Linked DNA regions of Mus musculus: regions 1, 2, 3, 4, 5 and 6 are each linked to region 7. Evidence: chromatin contacts called from public HiChIP or PLAC-seq, capture Hi-C and promoter capture Hi-C data. All regions are on one chromosome and are shown on one strand. The core of a region is the stretch at or near the end of the contact, and the rest is flanking DNA. Distances in the headings are between cores, read along the strand shown. Region 1 has its middle 29 kb from the start of Olfr521. Region 2 holds the start of Rnf169 (ring finger protein 169). Region 3 holds the start of Dgat2 (diacylglycerol O-acyltransferase 2). Region 4 holds the start of Spcs2 (signal peptidase complex subunit 2 homolog (S. cerevisiae)). Region 5 holds the start of Map6 (microtubule-associated protein 6). Region 6 overlaps Xrra1 (X-ray radiation resistance associated 1). Region 7 holds the start of Arrb1 (arrestin, beta 1).

The links. Promoter capture Hi-C pulls out the DNA fragments that hold promoters and counts their contacts. HiChIP or PLAC-seq counts read pairs in DNA pulled down with a chosen protein or histone mark. Capture Hi-C pulls out chosen DNA fragments and counts their contacts.
Region 1: an H3K27ac HiChIP or PLAC-seq map of SST interneurons shows a contact between it and region 7, with 4 times the contacts expected there. The contact joins the enhancer-like site here to the promoter of Arrb1 in region 7. A contact is called at or near these places in 9 of 39 promoter capture datasets (the 3T3-L1 cell line, the HPC-7 cell line, cranial neural crest and 6 more) and 11 of 115 datasets of contacts at active chromatin or transcription factors (SST interneurons, bone marrow-derived macrophages, embryonic basal ganglia and 7 more).
Region 2: a FOXA1 HiChIP or PLAC-seq map of pancreatic cancer cells shows a contact between it and region 7. The contact joins the promoter of Rnf169 here to the promoter of Arrb1 in region 7. A contact is called at or near these places in 2 of 39 promoter capture datasets (the C10 cell line and pre-B cells), 2 of 484 Hi-C or Micro-C datasets (CD4 T cells and embryonic stem cells), 5 of 115 datasets of contacts at active chromatin or transcription factors (bone marrow-derived macrophages, large pre-B cells, memory CD8 T cells and 2 more) and 1 of 9 other capture datasets (adipose tissue).
Region 3: a contact with region 7 is called in an H3K27ac HiChIP or PLAC-seq map of thymic regulatory T cells, with 3 times the contacts expected there. The contact joins the promoter of Dgat2 here to the promoter of Arrb1 in region 7. A contact is called at or near these places in 1 of 484 Hi-C or Micro-C datasets (erythroblasts) and 2 of 115 datasets of contacts at active chromatin or transcription factors (pancreatic cancer cells and thymic regulatory T cells).
Region 4: a capture Hi-C map of embryonic stem cells shows a contact between it and region 7, with 2.8 times the contacts expected there. The contact joins the promoter of Spcs2 here to the promoter of Arrb1 in region 7. A contact is called at or near these places in 4 of 39 promoter capture datasets (cranial neural crest, hippocampal neurons, neural stem cells and 1 more), 2 of 484 Hi-C or Micro-C datasets (CD4 T cells and embryonic stem cells), 15 of 115 datasets of contacts at active chromatin or transcription factors (the NIH/3T3 cell line, acute myeloid leukemia, bone marrow-derived dendritic cells and 10 more) and 3 of 9 other capture datasets (adipose tissue, embryonic stem cells and liver).
Region 5: a promoter capture Hi-C map of neural stem cells shows a contact between it and region 7. The contact joins the promoter of Map6 here to the promoter of Arrb1 in region 7. A contact is called at or near these places in 1 of 39 promoter capture datasets (neural stem cells), 1 of 484 Hi-C or Micro-C datasets (embryonic stem cells) and 1 of 9 other capture datasets (adipose tissue).
Region 6: a contact with region 7 is called in a promoter capture Hi-C map of hippocampal neurons, with 7 times the contacts expected there. The contact joins the enhancer-like site here to the promoter of Arrb1 in region 7. A contact is called at or near these places in 11 of 39 promoter capture datasets (the 3T3-L1 cell line, the HPC-7 cell line, cranial neural crest and 7 more), 5 of 115 datasets of contacts at active chromatin or transcription factors (SST interneurons, differentiating embryonic stem cells, embryonic stem cells and 2 more) and 3 of 9 other capture datasets (adipose tissue, embryonic stem cells and liver).

Annotation. Positions count from the first base shown.
Region 1 is chr7:99,794,223-99,797,141 of GRCm38.p6, forward strand. No RefSeq gene overlaps it. Among named protein-coding and RNA genes, the nearest start is that of Olfr521, 29 kb to the left of the region's middle. Within about 2 kb of position 1,264, at least 86 of the 459 cell types and tissues checked have an H3K27ac peak or open chromatin away from gene starts, as enhancers often do. A contact at or near this core is called in SST interneurons, bone marrow-derived macrophages, embryonic basal ganglia and 2 more, where this site is marked.
Region 2 is chr7:99,979,188-99,982,009 of GRCm38.p6, forward strand. It overlaps Rnf169 (ring finger protein 169), which reads right to left and starts at 1,271. Exons shown (of 6, transcript NM_175388.3): 1 at 785-1,271. The coding sequence starts at 1,247.
Region 3 is chr7:99,181,272-99,184,440 of GRCm38.p6, forward strand. It overlaps Dgat2 (diacylglycerol O-acyltransferase 2), which reads right to left and starts at 1,442. Exons shown (of 8, transcript NM_026384.3): 1 at 1,121-1,442. The coding sequence starts at 1,241.
Region 4 is chr7:99,857,229-99,860,317 of GRCm38.p6, forward strand. It overlaps Spcs2 (signal peptidase complex subunit 2 homolog (S. cerevisiae)), which reads right to left and starts at 1,655. Exons shown (of 5, transcript NM_025668.3): 1 at 1,536-1,655. The coding sequence starts at 1,649. It overlaps Xrra1 (X-ray radiation resistance associated 1), which reads left to right and starts at 1,990. Exons shown (of 19, transcript NM_001164258.1): 1 at 1,990-2,002.
Region 5 is chr7:99,265,877-99,268,732 of GRCm38.p6, forward strand. It overlaps Map6 (microtubule-associated protein 6), which reads left to right and starts at 1,571. Exons shown (of 3, transcript NM_001048167.1): 1 at 1,571-2,856. The coding sequence starts at 2,146. It overlaps Gm26705 (predicted gene, 26705), which reads right to left and starts at 1,342. Exons shown (of 4, transcript NR_103487.1): 1 at 1,269-1,342; 2 at 531-595.
Region 6 is chr7:99,876,862-99,879,725 of GRCm38.p6, forward strand. Xrra1 (X-ray radiation resistance associated 1) reads left to right here. Exons shown (of 19, transcript NM_001164258.1): 7 at 2,509-2,606. All of the region lies in intron 4 of Gm38405 (a long non-coding RNA gene), which reads right to left. Among named protein-coding and RNA genes, the nearest start is that of Xrra1, 19 kb to the left of the region's middle. Within about 2 kb of position 1,615, at least 8 of the 459 cell types and tissues checked have an H3K27ac peak or open chromatin away from gene starts, as enhancers often do. A contact at or near this core is called in hippocampal neurons, where this site is marked.
Region 7 is chr7:99,534,189-99,537,285 of GRCm38.p6, forward strand. It overlaps Arrb1 (arrestin, beta 1), which reads left to right and starts at 1,298. Exons shown (of 16, transcript NM_177231.2): 1 at 1,298-1,610. The coding sequence starts at 1,591.

The DNA of each region.
Region 1 (2,919 bases), core at 14-2,513, 260 kb after region 7:
AGCACTTGATGAACTTAGTGTCTGCGGTCAGTCAGCTAGCTATTAGCTAATTCATCTGACACAGCTGGAGGGAAGGGGAGATGAGGTGCAGCCTGTCACTTCCTGTCACCCTCTGTCACTCCTACTCACAGCTCTGGTCTGGAGTCAGACCTGAGTTCACAGTGCTTCATGCTAAATTTCCATTTGTCTATCTGAACAAAGCTCCCTGTCAAGAGGTGGGTATGAGGGTTGGGATGTAGCTTGATCAGCAGAGTGCTTTCCTAGCTTGCATAAAGCCTTAGACCTGAGCCCCAACCACCACATAACCAGGCATGGATGTATATATACACTTGTAACTCCAGCACTTAGGAGGTAGAGGCAGAAAGATCAGAAGTTCAAAATCATCCCTGGCTACATAGTGAGTTCAAGACCATTCTAGGCTGCATGTCTCAATAAAATGATATAAAATAAAATAATAAAATGAGGGGGCTGTGAATAGTTGACGCTGCACATGGCACAGGGCAGGGTCTGGTGCTGACACTCTTCAGGGCTTTGCTCATCTTCTACGCCACAACTGGTCCATACCCAGCTCCTCTTTGTCTAGGGGGCCTTGAGTAATTTCCTACTCTTCACAGTTAAAGAAATCCAAATAAAACCTGTGGTTATGTTCCAGACAAGAAAACAAAGGCTTAGAGGGGAAACTACCTGTAAAAACAGCAGAGGCAGGCCTGAAATCCAGTCTCCTCTTCTCTTCCCTTTCTCTGTGCCCCCAGTTCCATCAGTCCCCACGGACCCCAGAGGGTCCTACCAGGTGGGAGTAGAGTCAGGTGCCAGCCAGAACCCCCTACCACCTAGAGATAGAGTTAAACCCTAGATAGAGTCTGCTGCCCAGTTTTCCCTCCTTTAGGGCTTTTTCCTGAAACCCCAGTCTGTTGCCTCCTTTGGCTTTCCTCATCCTACAGGAAGACTTGGCATTCATTTGGCTGAACCCACAGTAGCTGAGCGTCAGGTTTGGAGATCTGAGGAGGACTCAGAGCTCACATGGTCAGGAAGGGCAGACCTGAGTGGGCAGAAAGGGACGAAGGCTTCCCTAGCAGGAGGCTCTGGGTCTAAACAAGATCATCTCATCTCGTTGGAGCCTCAGTACTTGCTAGTTAGGTCAGCACTATGATCTGCAGCATATATCGGGGAAGCCAAGACTTGAAGCAATGACGTCATCTGCTCGGGGTCTCAAAGGCAACAATATTCAAATTAGGGATTTCCCCTCTGGCTCCAGGCTCCACCTCTAGACACACCCTGCTACAGGCTCCTCTCTGCTGTGGCCCTTCCGTTGAATCTGTCACCCCCTTCTTGGGATGCTCGCTGAAAAGAGGAAGGTCCCCCACATTTCTGAGGCCTGCCCACCTGCTCTTTCTTCTTTCTGGGGCGGCAGTCTTTCCACAGCTGAGTGAACTCCAGGCCACTCCCCACCCACCCGTCTCCCTGATAATGAATTGCGAGCCTGCGGGCCCAGCTGCAATGCTTTCGTCACCCAATTACCGGAGCTGCTGGCACGATAAATCTTGCTCACACAAACGCAGGCAAATCTGCAGCTATTTTCATGGCCATTACTGTGCATAGGACATTGGGACCCAGGTCATTTGCTTTTCTGACATGGGTTTCCTATCCCCACAACTCTCCATCTTTTCTGTCTTCTTGCATTTCTCATTGGCAGCTACACCCCTCCCCTCCGCATCCCTCAAGCACCTGCACCCCTCCCCCTCTTCCCTGGGTTGTGGGCCAAGATCAGAAGACTCTGTGTGACCTTGGCCAAGTCTTTCCACCTTTCTGGGCTTCAATTTCTTGTAAAATATAAATGATGTCGGTGACTTTACACGTTTGTGGAGATTAGCTCACCCAGGCGTGGCACACGCCTCGCTGGCATTAACAAGGGTGCGTGTCAGCATTCTTTGTTATTTTTAAAACAGCTATGTATTTATCACAATGTGTGTTAGGGAAAAAAATATATAATATCGAGCCTGTATCACTGCTTGGAGACCATGAAATTAGAGATCCAAATAAAGTATGCTAAAGGAAAAATATTAAAAATAAGTCACAGATTTAGCTACTATGGAAGGATTGTGTGGCTGAGAGAAGGGTGAGAGCCTGAAATAACAGCCACACAGAGCTTGCACCCATAAACATCTGTTCTGTTCCCCACCCTGCCCCAGTTCCTGCAGAAGGGAATGCGGGCCTTCAGAGGGAGATGGCCTATCCTGCTGAGAGGCGCCAGCTGATCAGCAACAGGGTATTGGGGAAACTTGGGGCCTTTGTTCTCATGAGAAATGGTTCCTGGGCCTTTACCATACAGAACCCTTGTTTGGTAGTAGGGACAAGGGGTTCCAATGGCAGTGTCTCCCTTGGGGAGCCCCCTCTCCACTTCTCTTTGAAGAAAACCCTGTCGTAGTCAGGCAAGACAGTTGTCATGGCGTTTACCCAGTAGGACTTCCCTTGAGGTTTCAGACTTGTGGACTTGCAGTGAGGGCGCAAAGCCAAGGACAGGAGGTCCTGAGATCACATCTGTAAGGAGAGGCACAGGTTCACACAGAGGACATGACAGAAAAGGATTCAGGGGTGGCCTTGTGTGAAGGACTGTGTGTATGCCCTGGTGGAGGAGAACAGAACTCCCAAGATCCTCGTGGGAGCTGGGCACGCCTGCCAAGATGGGGAACCTCATGTCTTATCATAAAGAAAGCTGACTGAACCTGGGAGTTTTCAGGCCCATCCTAGGGCTGTCCCTAGACAACAGAGAGACTGAGACAGGGCTCCGGCAGAGACAGCTAGGGACAGGATGCCACTGAGTGGAACAAGGGAAGGAATTCCAGGAAGAGTGCAGAGGGCTCGCTCCATGTTCTTCCCCCTGTAGGCATGCACGGAGGAAGATCAGAGCCGTTTCCACAG
Region 2 (2,822 bases), core at 21-2,520, 440 kb after region 7:
CGACGGTGAGAAAGGCAAAGGAGTTCAGGCCAAGAGTCCTACAACAGACCTTTAAGTTGCCAGCATCATAGATGAAACTTACATAGAAAGACAGAAAACAGCCCCCAGCCAAACCAATCTTTGTCTCCAAAACTTAAATCCCACCCAGCTTTCTTCATCAAGCACCACTAACGTTTATGATTAGTATTATCACCAAAATAGATGGCATTTATCTCATCCTGTGTGGCAAGCTCTGCGCTAAGCATGCATATATATATATATTTTTTTTTTTTTTTTCCCAAGATAGCATGAGAAAGAACTTCACACGAGAGCTCATCCTCAAAACCCACTCTGCTCTCAAGTCTGCAAAGCTCCCCCTGAGCCTGGGATATCCCACACCTCATTCTCTCCAGCCCTGGAAGACACATCCCTCCTAGACCGCGCGACCCCAAGCCCTCTGCCCAACACTGAAACAAGCGCTGCTGGGATCCTCCAGGGCCCCTCCCCCTCCACGCACCAACTTCAACATGCCCCTAACTTGTTCCAGGAATTGTTTCCTTCCAAACTTCTGACTTACGCAAGGCGCGGGGTCCCCTCACTGCCCCTCCAAATTCAACACGCGTACAGTTCGCTCCAAAGTTCAACCTTCACCAACACATACTGCGCCTGGGCAGAACCCGGTCGCGACCCCAGCAGAACTCTCCACACCCGCGGCAGCAGAGCCCGGGACCCTCCACCCCGCTCACCAGGCCAGACCCGGCGGCTGGGCCTGGCTGAAGCCCACAGGGGCGAGGGGAGGCTCCACCTGGCTCCGCGAGCGGCTCCGGCTCCGGCCTGGGCCCCGAGGCAGCCGCGCCCCCGTCCCGGCGCGGGCGGCAGGGTTCTGGCTGTCCACGACGGGCGCGCTCGCCCATCAGCTCCGCGGCGGCCTGGCCGTCGTCGCGCGCCCGACGGCGGGCCCAGCCCGAACCGCGGGGACGGCAGCGACGGCAGCCCGGGCCCGCCGCGCGCGAGGCGCAGCCTCGGCACCGCGAGTGGCTGCACGGCAGGGCCGCCACTTCCCCCGGGGTCTCCAGGCACCCGGTGCAGCCCGACTCCTCCGGCCGTGGCGCTGACCGCAACACTAACAACGCGGGGCTGGAGGCCGGGCCCGGAGCCCCGGCTTTCGCTGCCGCCATCTCGTCACAGCGGCCCCTCCGGCCCCGCCGACTCAGAGCTGCCGCGGCCGCAGCGGAAGAAGCCCGAGTGCTCGGACCTGCCGCCGCCATCTTGTTTCCCGTTTGAAGGGAGAGTCGGTTGCGGTGGGAGAGGAGTAGAGGGCGGGGCAGTGCGCGGCGGACAGCTATCTGCATATTCATGAGGGGGCGGGAACCTAGTCCGCCTGGGGATATTTCTCCTAGGGCCTTTCGCTTAGCAGGAGGAGACTGCTTATTAATATTTAATGATTATTCTTTATATATCTGGTCTTTCAGCCCGCCCTCCTGTTTTTGTAGTTTCTAGCACTGAATCTTGAGAGACTGAAAGAATTTATTTGGAATTTTTGAGCGACCCTGAACTTTATAAAATGAACTATAAATATGAGCTATCCAGAAACTTGTCGAAGTACTTCATTTGGTAAGGGCTTTCTCCTCGGGGCCATAGCAGCTTGTTGTGATTAGCATGAGGCCTATCATGACCAAAAGTCTTGAGTGATTGTTGAAATAACAACCTGACCAGCCCTCATTTCAGCCCCTCTCTCTCCACATCCCTTTATGAAGTCCCCTCCCTTGGCTGGGGCAAAAAAAAAAAGCATACTTTATTACACAAACCCTGCTCCTCAGATTACTTCTGTGTTTGATACTTAAATGTAGATACTCTTGTGTAAGCTTGTGCCTTTTCTTTTCTCAGTCTATATGACTCCCTGGTCTCCTCTTTTCTTCCCCATGAAAGCCCACACTAATATCTGCAGTTCAGAGTTATTGAATTTATCATTATGGATATCTGCATGCTCCGTGCACAAACCTAATGTCTCCATCCTTTCAAAACAGCCCTTATTTCCCACATTCTATTCACAGAACCATCTCAAGGGTCCTCACGCTCCCAGCCCAGGCATCTTTAACTTATAGTCTTGTCATTTTCTGGCCAAAATGGCTCTATTTCCAGCCTGTTCCCACCCACTTCTTCATTCCATAAGCCCACTGCATGATTTCTTTCTCCTCATCTCTTCACCTAGCTGGCAGCTGTGACTTCTGCAAACTGACCTGCCATCACACAACCCCTCTTCCTATAAGCTTTGTCCCATGGATCTTAGAGTTCATTCCTACCGGCCAGCTCTGACCACATCATTCCTGTTTAAGCCAGGGAGAGGTGTTGAGACTTTGCTGTGATTTTCCTTTCTGGATACAGAGGATTTAGGAAAAAGAATGGCTCCCCCTGATGGAAAGATGACTGTACTACAACAAGTCTCGGGGTGTTGCCTATTTATTTATTTATTTGTTTGTTTGTTTGTTTATTATTTTTACCTTAAGGTGCATTTGGACCAAGATGTTATCTTTATGGAAAATCACAGGCTTTGTAAAGACATTATTTTTAAGCAACTGTATGTAGAAGAAAGCATCTAGAAGCTCCAGGTTGTCATGAGAGTGTCCACAGTTGGTGGTAACCGATTCAAAGCAGAGTGATTAATCCAAGTTGGGGTGGGGGGGACTGGAGCCTTAGGATGAGAACCTGGAAGTAAAGGACAGACAGCAACTGACAAAGGGTCAGTGAGTAACTAAACATCATGTCCAGAGAGTCAGAGGCCCAGCCTAAGGCCCAGACAGCCAGAATACTGCCAGACACAGAAGTGAGTTCTTGGATGGGCT
Region 3 (3,169 bases), core at 192-2,691, 350 kb before region 7:
CATCCTGTAAGCCAGGCTGGACTCACTCTCAAGAGATCTGCCTGCTTCTGCCTCCCAAGTCCTAGGATTGAAGGTGTGCATCACCGCTGCCCTTTCTAAGGAAAACTGGGGTAGCTCGTTCCTCCTCCTTCAGTTTCTGCAGCTTCAGCTAAGCAACGTGGGGTGCTTTGCCTTGTATGGAAAAGGCTGAGGTGTGATTTGAACTGTATGCCCCCCTTCCCCATTCACTGAAGGCCTCGGTTCTATCTTGAAGGCAGACACAACTTCTAGAAGGATAATCAACTTAGGCAGATCTCTGTGAGTTCAAGGCCAGCCTGGTCTATAGAATACCAGGACAAACAGAGCTGTTACACAGACTAAACAAACGAAAAAAATCCAAGGGTTTCCCACCCCTCTTCTAAGTATGTCAGACTCAGGGTTGCGCTGTGAGGGCTTCACAGTCTGGGTTGGCCCACAAAAGCTGGGGCAGAGGGCAGTTGGGGCACACCTGGTTCCAGGCAGGCATGTTCTCCATCCAGTGACTGTTTCAGGGGATTACAAAACCCTACTTACCACCCTGCCCCATCCAGTTCCTCCCAGCCAAATCCTGCTCCACCTTGTGAGGTAGATCAGTACTGGGGGCTGGAGAGTGAAATATCACTACTAACTGAGCTGAGTGGGTGGTGTCGCCCTCAGCAGCTGGGGGGATGGCAAGTGATGTAACACGTGTTGCAACATTAGTGAGTACCAGGATGGAGAATGAAGCCAGGCTAGCCTAGGATACCAGGTTGCCTGGCTCAAACTGGGTAACCAGCCGAGCTAAGCATGAATCTTGCCTCATCCTTAACCAAATGACAGGATGCAGAAGAGTCAAGTTCCCCTAAAGAGAAGCTAGTTGTAGTGGCACACCTGCAATCACAGCACCTGGGATGCCAAGGAAGGAGGATTAAGAGTTGGAAGCCAGCCTAGGCTACAAGGCGAGACCTTTTAAAAACTGGAAATAATTGTCTGGGACTCCGACCTGAACTAGCTAGCCGTCCGTCCAGCACAGGGCAGCACGCTTTGGCCAAAGTCCCTTCCTGAAAGTCGTCTTGCTGTGGGTGCCCTCAGGATGAAAGCCCTAGGGATGACTGACACTCACCCCATCGCCCAGACCCCTCGCGTGACAGGGCAGATCCTTTATTCTTGTTTTCGCTGCGGGCAGCTTCCGCCCGACGCTCACCCCGCAGGACCCCGGAGTAGGCGGCGATGAGGGTCTTCATGCTGAAGCCAATGCACGTCACGGCCGTGCAGAAAGCCGCCTCACGCCGCGCCCCTGACCCATGCCCCGGCCGCCGGGGCCAGGGCTTCGCGCTGAGCTCCGGGAGCTGAGGGACAGCGCCCAGGCCGTGGCGGCAGCAGGGCGAGAGCTGAGGTAGGTAGCCGCTGCCACCCTAGATGAGCAGAAAGCCAGCGAAGCGCGGCCACGGCGCCGAGCGCCGCTGCGCGCGCACTTTATAACCTCACAACGGGGCGGGTCGTGACGCTATAGGGCGGGGCAAAAGGGTCCGCCCCGGACTGTGCCATGTTCTTGTAGGGGGTGAGACTCCCGGCGATAAACTATGCACAGAGCCCAGGAAGGCAGCATGGCCTGAACTGTACGGTTCAGAGTCTATAGAATACGGGCAAGGGAGCCGGAGTCCCGGTGTATGAAACTACTCCTGGTTGCCCCAGCGACCGCCTTGTCATTCTCCCAAGCCTCTCTCTCAGACGTTAGTACGGTCCAGCAGCTGGAACGTGGGCAGGGAGTTTGAGCACGTGCGGGACGATCCGGACCGTGCGGGTGCCTGTGTCCCTTTTGGCTGTGCTTTCCTTGGGCAGGCCTAGCCTGCAGTGAGTAGTGTTGGAATTCGTTAGGTTACAGCTGGACCTGACAGTTACCCAAGTGCCGCAGCCTTTCCTTTTACCAGCAAAAAAATAGGAGTGATTGAGTCTTATCAGGAAGGAACCTAGAGCGATGGAGTCTACTACCTGTAATCCTACAATCCTAGCAGCTCGCTCTCTCTCTCCTCTCTCTCTCTCTCTCTCTCTCTCTCTCTCTCTCTCTCTCTCTCTCTCTCTCTCTCTCTCGCCTCTTCTCTCTCCTCTCTCCCCCTTCTCTCCCCTCTCTCCTCTCTCTCTCTCCTCTCTCTCTCTCTCTCTCTCTCTCTCTCTCTCTCTCTCTCTCTCTCTCGCCTCTTCTCTCTCTCTCCCTCCCTCTCCTGTATGTATGCAAGAGTTTGAAGCCAGCCCAGGCTACATAGTGACCCTGTCTCCAAACACCAAAGACAAAGGCAATACTACAAGCATAGTGAGTGATGGACTTCAAGCCCAGTTCCAGACCTCTCTTCCTCTCTTTTCCTCAACTTCAGGGTGTCTTTTGTTTGGCTTGGTTTGCCGGAGGGGGGCAGGGTGTGGGGTTGAGGGTTGTGTGAATGTTGATGTTTTGGTTTTTCTTTTCTTTTCTCTTTTTAGAAATTGGGTTTCTCCTTGTAGCCCTGGCTGTCCTGGCACTATGTAGACTAGGCTGGCCTGAATTTATAGAGATGCACCTTTGTCTGACTCTAGTGCTGAGTGAAAGGCATGTGCCACCACTCGCAGTTTGCAGCTTCAGTTTTCTTTCACATCTGTAAAAACGGGAACACCCGTGATTGTATTGTGAGAGGCTTTGAGAATTGAGGAACTGAGGTATATGGACTAAGCTCACTACAGGCACTGGGACTCATTCCCATTGCCCACAGAGGAAGAGGAGTTCCGCAGAATGAGGGTGTGAGCACAAGCCGAAGGGCAGCATCAGTCAGCATGTCTGGATTGGGGCAGGACCATAGAGACTGTAGTCCTGGCAACGTGGGAGATGGAGACTGCAGTGACATGGGATTAGAAAATCCTCCAGTGTCTCTCTTAAGACTTTGGGGTGGGACTGGGTTCTGGGAGAGCCTTAAAAGAAACGAAAGAGGTAAGATGAATTGTAGGATCCCTCTTGACAGAGTATGAGAAATAAACGTGAGGACAGGTTGCAGTGGGGAGCTGGGTGAGTGGGAGAATCTCAAGCAAAGGCAGTGGTTAAAGGTATGCCCTTCAGAAAAAAGATAGGACTGGGGTGTGGCTCACCTTTGGGTTGCATACTGTAAGGTCTAGGTCAATAGGGCCTTGGGGAAGAGCAGAAAAGAAA
Region 4 (3,089 bases), core at 405-2,904, 320 kb after region 7:
TCAGTAATGAGCAGTCATCCAGGGCTTTTTATGCTACACTAGAATTCAAACTTACCCTTCTAAGAAATCCTATATATTAGTGTATAGTATATACTATACACTATTATTGGGTCTAGTTCATTGAGCTATGTAAATAACCTTCCTCAAGTCACTTTATATAGTCTCTTTACATTCCACTCCTAAGTAACTTTCTCCAGTCTAACCCTACCTTTCACTAAGTTTACTTAAACCCTTCTAGTAAGCCTACTAAGAAATCTTAAGCACTATCATATTCTTTCCTCAAGAAAGACTTGAGGACCAGACAGATGGCTCAAGGCTTACAAGCCGAGTTTGGTCCCTGGATCCTGCACAAAGCCAGTTCCAGTCCAGGCCAGCTTAGCTACACAGCAAGACCCTGTCTCAAACTTGACTCTAAGGACCCTCCAAAAGACAAGGGGAACTGGGGACGTGGGTCAGTGGTGGAGTGCTGCCTACCATGTAGGAAGCTACACAAATGCGGGATGATCAGGCATCCATCTCTTAAGCCCTAGCCATCTGTTCCACACAGAGGAGTAATAGAGCATTTCGATTAAAATGTTTCAAGAAAAGTGGTTTACTATATGAAAGCACCATGCTTCACCCTCATCACATCAGCTGGGAAGGACAACCCTGGAAGGGGGCCAGAAGGTATGCTGGACTAAACCCCTCATTCTACAGAATAAGGAAGGCAATAAGGAGAACAGGCACATTTTAGGACACAGAGCTAGAGGCAAAACTAATGCCAGGCCCGTTTTTCAGGCAACTGTCTCTTGCAAGTTGCTGTGCAAGGGGCAAGATGGTCAATCCAGGAGCAGCGTTCCTCCCCTGACTCTTTCCTTTAAGCCCTTATGGACAAGGACGTGAAATTCTTTAGAAATTGTGTAGGCAGAGTGGAAAGCAGTCAGCTGGTACAGACAGAAAAGGCCACGCAGGGGAAGAGAAAGGCAGGGAACCCAAGAGGGACAAAGAATCTTAAGGCTTCCTATCAGACCAGCAAGGGAAGTCAACATACGAATATTTCATTATTTGACATATCATGAAAAAATTAAAAGAAACCAAAAAAAAAAAAAAAACCCTTAAAAACTTTAAAGGCCAAGGAACTCTTTGGGCTCTGTAGCAACACGCGAGGATGATGGTGGAAGGGTTTGGGGAATACTGACTTCGAGGAGATTCTTTCAATTTCTTTAGAAGTTCCATTTTCCACGTTGATGTTATGGGCATTTTCAAGAGTGGCCCTCCTAGCACAATAGAAACGTGATCATTATGGTGAAATATTGCCATAATTACGAGAAGCTGCGGTGGCGGTTAGGGACCAGCAGCACTTGCTTAAAGAGACGACTAAAGGGAAGGATTGTTTTCCAACGTGTAGAGAGGGCAAGTTACAAGTGTGCGTTCGTGTGCTACGGAGGAGCGCTCAAGGAGCCACAGAAAATAAGGGGGTGGGGATGGGAAGCTGGGCTCACCAGCTCCTGGGCATTCCCCGGGCTCTAGATTGTCCCCAGGACTAAGCTCCTCACCTTATCCAACAAACCACTGCGGCTGCTGCTTGTCCCGCAGCTGGGGCCGCCGCCAGCCCCACTACTGCCTCCGCCACCGCCGCTTCTCCCACCCTGCGACGCCGACGCTGCCATCTTGTCTCCCTCCGTGTCTCCCTCCCATACGACTTGTCCGAAGCCGATTGGCTGAAGCTGCTCATGTGATAGGCAGCGCAGAGCCCATCGGGATCCGTAGTCTGGTGTGCTGATGAGGGCTGAAAGAGGCCGCGGGGCTTGACGGGACTTGTAGTTAGAATCTGCCGTCGCCGGTTGCCGCCTCCGTTGCTAGCCACATCCTCGCGGTTACTAAGGAGTGGGTGGGGAAGGCTGTGGCAAGCGCCACCGTGGAGCGACTCCGAGATTCCCGTGAGGCTTGCAGGCGTGCACTCCGCCTGACAGGGACATCGCCTCCGCGGGCTCTTCGGAGGCGGAAACGACGCCGAAGGCAGGTGTGGCTGGAAACTTAATTTTGCTTGAATTATGAGTCTTTCCAGCCCCAGATGTTGTGTCCTAAGAAGGGAGGTAGAGCCTGCTCTTCACCCCTTTCTGTCCCTGAAGGTAGAATATCAGCTCGATTATTCTCTCCGAAGTAACCATAATCTCAGCTGTTAGTAATGTTTCCTGTAGAACTATCATTTATTGAGTGCCTACTGTGTGCTAGGCAGTGCCCTACATGCACTTACATCCACCCATTCTGTGTCTGTCTCAGGATAATGCTGTATAGACAAGAAAAGGAATTTTTCAGAAGCCAGAGAGCATAAGTCAGAACACACTTAAAACCAACTTTTTAGTTTTTTAAACTTAAAAGCATGTTTCCAGTTTGACAATGTGATTTTTATAAATATTGAGAGAAAAAAATATTGAGCACCAAAAAAACTTGACACTGAAACTAAGGCATATAAGGAAAATAGACCTGGGATATCTCATAGTAATATCACTTTATGCCATATTACATTGCATTATTTAGTTTTTATACCTACATATTTTCCATATGTGTACAGATGATCCGCCAGATACTGAATTCGCTAGACATTTTGTTTTGTTTTTCTGAGACAGGGTCTCACCATTAGGTCTAGCTGTCCTGAAACTCACTGTGTAGACAAATTGGCTTCAAACTCCCAGAGATCCACCTACCTCTGACTCCTTAGTGCTGGAACCAAAGGTGTATAATACCATGCCCAGCCTCTGAATCGCTTAGCATGTACTCAGTCCTGTTCTACACACTTAGAATATACCTCTGAATGAAAGAGACAAAATGTTCTTGGCAAGGCTATGTTCACATGATCACTAAAGAATAGCAGATTAGATTTCATCCTCGATTAAGCAATTCCTGGCCACTCCAGTTGTAAGGGTCCAAAAATCACTGAAAGAAGACCCCAGGCTCAGAGAGTATACAAAAACAAAGAGCATTTATTCTGCAGAAACACCAGCATGCAGGGGCCAACCATTCTTTGAAATGGTGACCCCAGATAAACGCATGCAGGCCTTCTTATAGAGAACTGAGGGAACTCTCTAGAAGGATTAGGTGATCTAAAA
Region 5 (2,856 bases), core at 321-2,820, 270 kb before region 7:
TGTGAGACTTTTGGATAAGCTTTTGAATATTAACAGGTTCTGCTGAAGAAGCCATTTCTATATGCCAGGAGCTGCAGCTAATATTTCTTGTGAATTGTGTCACTTCAGTCTTCAGAAAAACTTTGTAAGTTCAGAATAGATACCCTTGCTCAGAGACAAAGTTAAGGGTCAGAGGTTGCCACAATTTGTCTATGCCTTAGAGCCAAAAGTGCAGAAGCCAGGATCCAAATCCCTGAGTATGGACTCCAGGCTTCTGCTCTGGGTGCTTAACTTTCCTCATGAAACCACCCCGAGGCATTTATTAGCTCTACTACCCCTCCCCCCCCACCCCCCCACCCCCCGCCCCGACCCAGGGGACTGCAGCCCAGAGACAACCCAAGTCACAAAGAGAGTATCAGAGCCAAAGCAGGTCCATTAGATTCCAAAATCTGTTCAACCCCAAAGTAGAAAAGAAGGCAGAAACACAACCGAGAATCCCCTCAAAGAGGTCTCCCTTTTCCTAGGGAACTGTCTCTCATCCAGCCGCTTACCTCCTCCCTTGGGTCTCTTTCCAGAATCTTCCTTTTTCTCCCTTTCCCCCAGTGCAGCATCTGGGCTGGAGAAGAACCAATTTTATCCTGGGAGAGTAGACTCACTGCTTCCCAGTTGCTTAAAGAAGGAACAGCCAGAGTATGGCTAGGCCGGCCTCTCCCAGGCCGGCCTCTCCCAATCTCATACAACTGGGGAAGCCCTGTACACATAGGCTTAGGTCAAGAACCAGCAACACGGAGCATAAGTACAGCCTGATAGCTGACCAATTAACTGCAGCTCTCCCTTTTAAAGTATCTATTCAGGGGCTGAGTGGTTAAAAACTTGTATTGGTGTTCCAGAGGACCCAAGTCCGGGTCCCAGCATTCACATGGGGGTGGGGTGGGAGCTCATAGTCGCCTGCACAGCACCAGGGAAATCTACTTCTGACCCTCTGGCCTCAGCAGGCACCAGAGCCCATGTGCATATACCCACACACAGACAAAAGCACATAATTAAAAGGTGGCGCACGCCTTTAATCCCAGCACTTGGGAGGCAAAGGCAGGCGGCTTTTCTGAGTTCAAGGCCAGCCTGGTCTACAGACTGAGTTCCAGGACAGCCAAGACTACAGAGAGAAACCCTGTCTCGAAAAAACAAAAGCCAAAAACCAAAAAAAAAAAAAAAAAAGTAAAAAAGATTTTTAAAAGAAGCCAAAGCATCTAGTCTGAAACAGACATTTCATGGAGGCGGGGCGGTCTTACACTTAAAAAATTAGTATTCATTGGTTGGGGCGATTTTACGAAAGAGAGGAGACTCGGTTCTAGGACATGAAGCTGGCAACTCAAGGACAGCAAGTCCTCAGGAGCTTGGGACTTGAACCTATCAAGGACCCAGTTCTGCTGTTGCCTGGGAACAGAGAAGGGAGGAGCTGCCAGAGAGAAGGGAGGAGGGGACAGGGAGAGGGCAACCTCTCAGCTGCGCGCCCTGACGACAGCAGGTGATTTTTTTTTTTTTTTCTGCAGCGCGCATACTCTCAGCATCTTTTCTTGATCACCCCACCTCCCTTGCTGAGCCGCAAAAAAGGGTGGGGCCGCCTCTCTGCAGCAGAAGACGACAGCGGCAGCGGCTGCGGCATCACCGGGGGTATAGATAGAGGCCGTTTTGCTCTCTGCTCTGTCTGGGTTGGAGGTGACCGCTGCCAAGCCTCGCTAGGCGGCCGGCTGAACCAGACGGAAAGGAGATAAAAGCCTGCTTGCGGATCCTTCCCTGCGCCATGGCTTAAGCCCACAGCCTCTTTGCCAAGCATCTCCTTGCTCTGCCGGGGTCTGCTAGACACCGCAGTCGCAGAGAGGGCGCGCCCAGACGCCCTAGGCCTGGACTCTGGGACGCTGAGCCTCGCTCCTATTCTTCACTGCCCACAGCAGCTCCTCTGCAGCAGGCGTTTGCAGCCGGCAATCGAGGGACTTTACGGACTTTATCTCAGCGGTACCTTGTCCCCGGGTGCTCTTTGAGGGTGGAGGACGAGGCAAAGGGCTTCTAAGGGAAGGAAGCGGTGGGAACCACATTGGCGGGTCTGGGTTGGGGTTAAAGGGAGATTGGAGATTTGATTTAGGACCACAAAAAGGCTTTGTGGCTAACATGGCGTGGCCGTGCATCACAAGGGCCTGCTGCATCGCCCGCTTCTGGAACCAGCTGGACAAGGCGGACATTGCGGTGCCGCTGGTTTTCACCAAGTACTCGGAGGCCACCGAACACCCAGGCGCCCCTCCGCAGCCGCCAGCTCCGCTGCAGCCCGCGTTAGCGCCCCCCTCGCGTGCTGTCGCCATAGAGACGCAGCCAGCCCAGGGAGAGTCGGATGCAGTTGCCCGGGCAACAGGGCCTGCGCCCGGGCCCAGCGTCGACCGCGAGACTGTAGCCGCCCCCGGCCGGAGCGGGCTGGGCTTGGGCGCGGCCTCAGCCTCCACTTCCGGCTCAGGCCCCGCGGACTCGGTGATGCGACAGGACTACCGCGCCTGGAAAGTGCAGCGGCCCGAGCCAAGCTGCCGGCCGCGCAGCGAGTACCAGCCGTCCGACGCGCCCTTCGAGCGCGAGACCCAGTACCAGAAGGACTTCCGCGCCTGGCCGCTGCCCCGGCGCGGGGACCATCCCTGGATCCCCAAGCCGGTGCAAATCCCTGCGACTTCGCAGCCTTCCCAACCTGTTCTCGGGGTGCCCAAGCGTCGGCCTCAGAGCCAAGAGCGCGGGCCCATGCAACTTTCTGCTGATGCCCGGGACCCGGAGGGTGCTGGAGGAGCCGGGGTGCTGGCGGCAGGAAAGGCGTCCGGTGTAGACCAGCGCGACACACGTAGG
Region 6 (2,864 bases), core at 365-2,864, 340 kb after region 7:
TCCCTGAGACTCACATGATAGAAGAAGGGAACCATCTCCTGAAAAACTGTCCTCTGACACCTGCATGTGCGCGTGCGCGCGCGCGCACACACACACACACACACACACAAGAAATTGACTCAGGAATCGGTGCTTTGGATTGAAGGGCAGCTGTGGAATGATACTGCCTTGTTGGGAAGATTGTATACAAGGCATACATGGGGAGAAAAACTGAGGCTAGATGCACTGGCAAGGGCTTGATTATCAAGGGCTTTGAGAGTTGAGCTTAGTCCTCTAGACAGAAGAGGCGTGGAAGGCTTTTAACCAGGGAATCTCAGAGAGGAGGGGTTTTCCATGGGAGGGGAATGAAGCTTGAGATGGGGAGTGAAGGGGATTGAGAGAGTGATCTGGGAAGAGATGGGAATCACAGGGGCAGGGATGAGGCTGGGGATACCCAGAGACAGTTCTAGAAGGGGTGTGTCAATGAGTTTGTTTCAATGAGTTGGAGGATAGCGTCCATCAAAGCATCTAATAAGATCCTTGCCTTAGAAGAAAGTGTATTCTGCTAGGAATGCCTTGGTATAAACAGGCCAAAAGGCCTGATAAATGCCCAGCTTCATTAAGGACAAAAACATGGGGGTCACTCACAGCCACCTATAACACCAGTACACAGTTTTATGTCCATCAAATATTGGCAAGTATGAAAGATGCTAACCACAGCCAGCCCTGCGTAGTCAAGGGAGACTCTCGGTGAAAGTCAAATATAAGAAAGTTGTGTGAGTCCTTAAAGGAAATTTGGCAATGTCTCTTAAAATTTAAGATGAGGCTGGAGATCTGGCTCAGCTGTTAAGAGTATTTGCTGCTCTTGCAGAGGACCTGGGTTCAATTTCTAGCACCCATGGGGGCCACTCACAGCCACCTGTAACTCCAGTTCCAGAGGATCCAGTGACCTCTTCTCACTTTCATTGGCTTCTGCACATACTTACTGCACACAGTGTCACACAGGAACATATACATATAATAAATAAGTAAATAAATAAATCTTTTAAAAGTTGAGATAGTCACTGCCTTTAGTAGTTCTGTTTCTAGGAATATATTCCACAGAAAGAGACTTACCCAAGGGAATTCCCCCAGTCAGTGTCTTATTTGACCTTACTGAGCCTCCTGACTCTCAAGCTCTTGTAGGCTACATAGTACACCAGGTTCACTTAGAAGCTTCTAAGTGATTCTACATTGTGTTCCTGTAGGATTTCAGGAGTCCTACAGTGGAGTTCCCATGGTTGACTCTCTTGCAGGGTTGTCCACTAGCCAAGAGTCACCCTGGGTGCTGGACAGAAACTCTCATTGGGTAAATGCAGGGATCACCCTTGTTTGGAAATCTCATCAACACAGGAACCAATGTGCCATTCCATAGGTCTATATTACAGAATACCCATGAAGGACATGTCTGATTCTAGGAGTCACCACTTAAAGAGAAGCACCCCCTTCGGGCATTTATAATTTATACCTTCTCCTGGTCCAGACATAATTTTCCACTCTGCAGTCATTTTTACCACAAGCAATAGTTGCCTAGTAACACAGTTACCATAGCATGTGCTTTAGGTTACCAGGGAAACAGGCCTAGAAAGTGAATCTAAGATCCAGTTGTCATGCAAGAAGGAGTCCTTGATTACCTCCCTCCCACATAGGTTACACACTACCAACAGGAAAAGCGAGTGCATGTCTATACTAGAAAGATAACTAAGATGCTGGACAAGTTTAACCTGGAATAATCTTCACATCAAACTGTGAAAGGAGAAAAGCCACTGTACAGCATGTATTCTGTTTTTATAAGAAGAAAACTGTATTTCAATACATACATGAGAAAAATATTAGGTATATACATAAAATTTTGAACAGTTGACACTAAATGTTGGGATTAAAGGAACATTTTTCCCCGTGATGTTTGACTATTTGGGGTAAGCATGTTAGCATCTCTAATCAGAGGTTATCTAGGAGTGTGGCTCAGTGGTAGAGAGTTTGCCTAGCATGCACAAGACCCTTAGGTTGGCCCCTGGATTGGGAAGAGAAAATAATATATATCAGTTTTAAATGGACAGGCCTTCCATTTGAACAGACTTAACATTCGAGCCTTAGTTTTCCCAGTTACCAGCCACCTTATTTCAAATAAGTCACTTAGCCTTCCAGAGATGTCATTTCCTCAGTGATAGGATGAATGGATTCTTGTTAGTGAAGTAGCTAGAGGTTTAAATTTTTCTTGGAATCCCCTAGAGATGAAGTAACAGGCAGTTGGAAGCCACCCAGGGTGGACGCTGGGAACTGAACTATACTCTGCAAGAGCAGGGAATTCTCTTAACCTCCAAACCATCTCTCCAACCTTATGGTTAGAGATCTGAGGTCTGCAACATAAAGCATCGCCCACAGCTGGAAGCTCAGTGAATGATCATTAGCATCTTCCTCTGTAAGCCTTTCCAAGCTCAAGATCCTCTCTTATTCTCTTTCTCTCCCCCCCCCCCCGTTTCCATGTAGATGTCTTTCACACATTTCCAGTTCTAAAGGAACTGGAGCTTGCGTTCAATGGCATCAAGATGGTCTACGTGAAATATGGAGACTTCAAGACATTGGAAGTAAGTTGGAGGTAGGAAGTTTTTGATCCTACCTGTTCCCCTGTAAGAATGAGTATAGGCATCTCGACAGATTATGACTTTGGACAAAGGTTCTCTGGGCCTTCACTGCTAGGCTCTTGCTTCTTGCTTCTGGCCTCTGGAGAAGATGGTGGTGATGGTGGTGGTGGTGATGATGATGATGACAATGATAATGATGATGAGGAGGAGGATGGTGGTGGTGATGGTGGTGAAGGTAATAGTGTTAGTGGTACTGATGGC
Region 7 (3,097 bases), core at 48-2,547:
CCTGGTTGGAGGAAGGGAAGATCCCAGAGGCTAAGAAAGGGCAGGTGAAGTTACAGACCTTAATCCACTTCCTCTTAGCTCTTACCATTGCCCAGATGTGGACCACCCTGCCTGTCCATTAGCCTCTACCCACCCCTCCCCAATCTGGACATAATTATAGTCATTATCCTGGGATATTATTACCAATTCTATAAACAGCACACTCTATGTAAACAGCATAGGTAACTGCTTCTGAACATAATTACAGGAGATGTTTCCAGACCCCGCAATTGCATCAGAGTAAATGATAGCTTCCTTTCCTATCGTTAATACTCCGATATTAGGGACCTATCAGTGCCAATTAGTCAAACTCCAGCAGTGAGGGGCTGAGGACCTTACATTCCTCCCACTGCCTCAAGATCCCTTCTAGGAGAAAATGGATTCAAACCCTTTCCTACCCCTTCTTAGCCTCTGAACTCTACCCTCCCACTGCACACCGGCTACTTCTCCAGGGGTAGGAAACGTAAGGAAAGTCAAGGTTTCCAAGGATACCAAGAAAGCTGCAGACAGTAGACTCTGCTGGACACCGCTGTGTGCAGGTGTCTGCCCGCAAGAACAAGCAGATTCCTTCAACAATTGAACAGGACATCTGCTGGTCTTAGGACCCAGCCAATAGACCTGAAATGGGCTGAGTGGTGTCCAGAGTCATTACAGGCACCTAAGCTAGGCCTGGGTGCTATATCAATGATGCTAGATGCTACAGGCCACCAGCTAGTTGGCTCTCGGTCCCTTCTTTATCTCCTGTTCTCACTGCTTCCTCTTTCTGCCTGCCCCTCCCCTTTCCACTCTCATCTGCTCTCCAGCATTGCAGTCCGCTGCCCGCCCCCACCCCTTCTTCCTGTCCCTGTTGTGTCGTTGGGTGGTATCTCTCCAGAAGGGCGGGGGTGGGGAGGGTGGAGCAAAGGGCGAAGGCCTGGCTAGGCTTTTGGAATCTTTCGCTGTCCTCACACAGGGGCGCCTCTGAGGCTGGGCCTTGAAGTCTGCGGATTTTCCGCTTGCTTCTATCCGCAGACACAAAGGCCAGTCCTGGCGTGCGCGGGAGAGAGCGCTCGCACCCACGACTGTGAGCACACATACACAACTGCACAAAGACGTGCTACCTCTACACACACACACACACACACACACACACACACACACTCTCTCTCTCTCTCTCTCTCTCTCTCTCTCTCTCTCCACACCCCACCTCCCGACAGGCTCGCGCGCACAGCCGTGCACACGCACCAGCACTGGCACGCGCTTGCGTGCACGCGCTCCCGTGGACCAGCCGCGGCCGGCCACGCAGCCCTCACTCTCTGGGCGCGCACACGCAGAGCCGCGCACGGAGGCATACACGCGCGCTCACACCCGCACGCTCCACGCCCCTGGCGGCGGCCTGGGCGCTGTGCTGCTCGAGCGACGGGCGGGGACCCGGGCGGGGGCGGCGGCGGCGACAGCGGAGGAGGCGGAGCGGGGTAGCCGGGAGCGGGCTGGCCCGCGCTTCTCCTGGCGGCCGGGGATTTTCCAGCCTGGACGCTGACGCCGCGGACCTCCCTGCGGCCGCCGCGGACCATGGGCGACAAAGGGACACGGTGAGTGCGGGTGGCCGCCCTGTCCCACGCGCGCGTGGGGACGACCTGGGCGAGGGCACGGGCGGAGGTTCCAGTCAGCGTCACCCGGGATCTGGCACTCTGTTGTCCTCCCAAGTCTCTTGTGTGGTTCTCTGGCCAGAACCATGTGTACCGAGGCACCCAGGGTGGGCCACCCCATTGGGTTCACGGCTCCTGGCCGAGACGAGCTCACACACCCAGCCCTGGTCGATAGACTTCAGGACGCTCTGGGGCAGGCTGACACACAACACACAAGCTCATAAACACATGAGCACCCTTCTGCAGGCACACACTGACAGTCGTTGCCACACTTCGCATTTGTGACACGACGACGTCACATACGGTCTCTCACGCACACACCAGTCTGTCAACACATTCTTGCTGTCAGTCCTGTTAGCATACACAGGTCCCACTCGAACACGCACCAGCTCTAACAACACCCTCGTGTTGCTACACACATGCGGGCATACACCGACATACGTAGCCTGGCACTTGGGTGCTGCAAAGCACGGTCTAAGCTAGTACGTGCAGTCTGTCAACCCTCTCTGACGTGACACGATGTGGCCACAGGTCTTAGTGACACATCAAGGCTAACCACACACATGCAAGGCATAAAATGCCTGCAGGGACTGACATCCTCAGAGCAGTGGATACACTCACTTCTGACTCCTCATAGCAGGGCCGGGAACACAGGTCACAGAGTGGAAGGCTCTGAGACCTGGAAGGCAGGTCCCCATTCACATGGCTTTCTTCCCCTCTGTCCTCCAAAGCACATAGCTAGGGGCTCCATGTAGCTGAGGGAGGGTGACGGGAACTGTTTTGTAGAGCTTGCCTTGAGAGGAAAGGTTAGGCCCTCGAAATGGAAACTAGGTCAAAGTAGGAGGGCTAGGGAGGGGCAGGGAAGCTCGTGGGGTCAACCCTTATGACCAGACTGGTTCACCTTCCTGGCCCTTGAGAGTCTCCTTGCCATCTTCTCTGGCCCCTCCTCTAGCCTCCCTGCACCTGCCGTTTACCATTGCTTTCCTTATTACTCTTCTGTTTGTGTCCTTCCCTCTGCCTTTACCTCCTTTCTTCTGATATTAATTTATTTATTAAGCCCCTGTTGTATACTAGGCATAGCCTAGGGCATAAGAGATGATCAGAAAGGAAGCATCCCTGCAGTCACATGTTGGGACCCTTAAACAAAATGACTCATTGCCCACTGACAGCTGAGCCTCAGCAGTGAGTGAAAGCAGCTACAGAGGTTATTCCCATTTCCCAGGAGCAGAAACTGAGGCATAGTGGTAGCTCAGATACCTCATGTTTAGAAACTGCCTCCCACCAGCCTTCCTACTGATGGCCCTTCCTGGAGGTTAATTTTCCTATTCTTGTTTCCCAAAGAGGAACCAAAGGGTGAGAAAGGTCACTTGCCTTGCTGAAGGTCAGGAGGGGGCAGAGGCCAGGGTCCACTGTGTCTGTGGCTCTCCTTG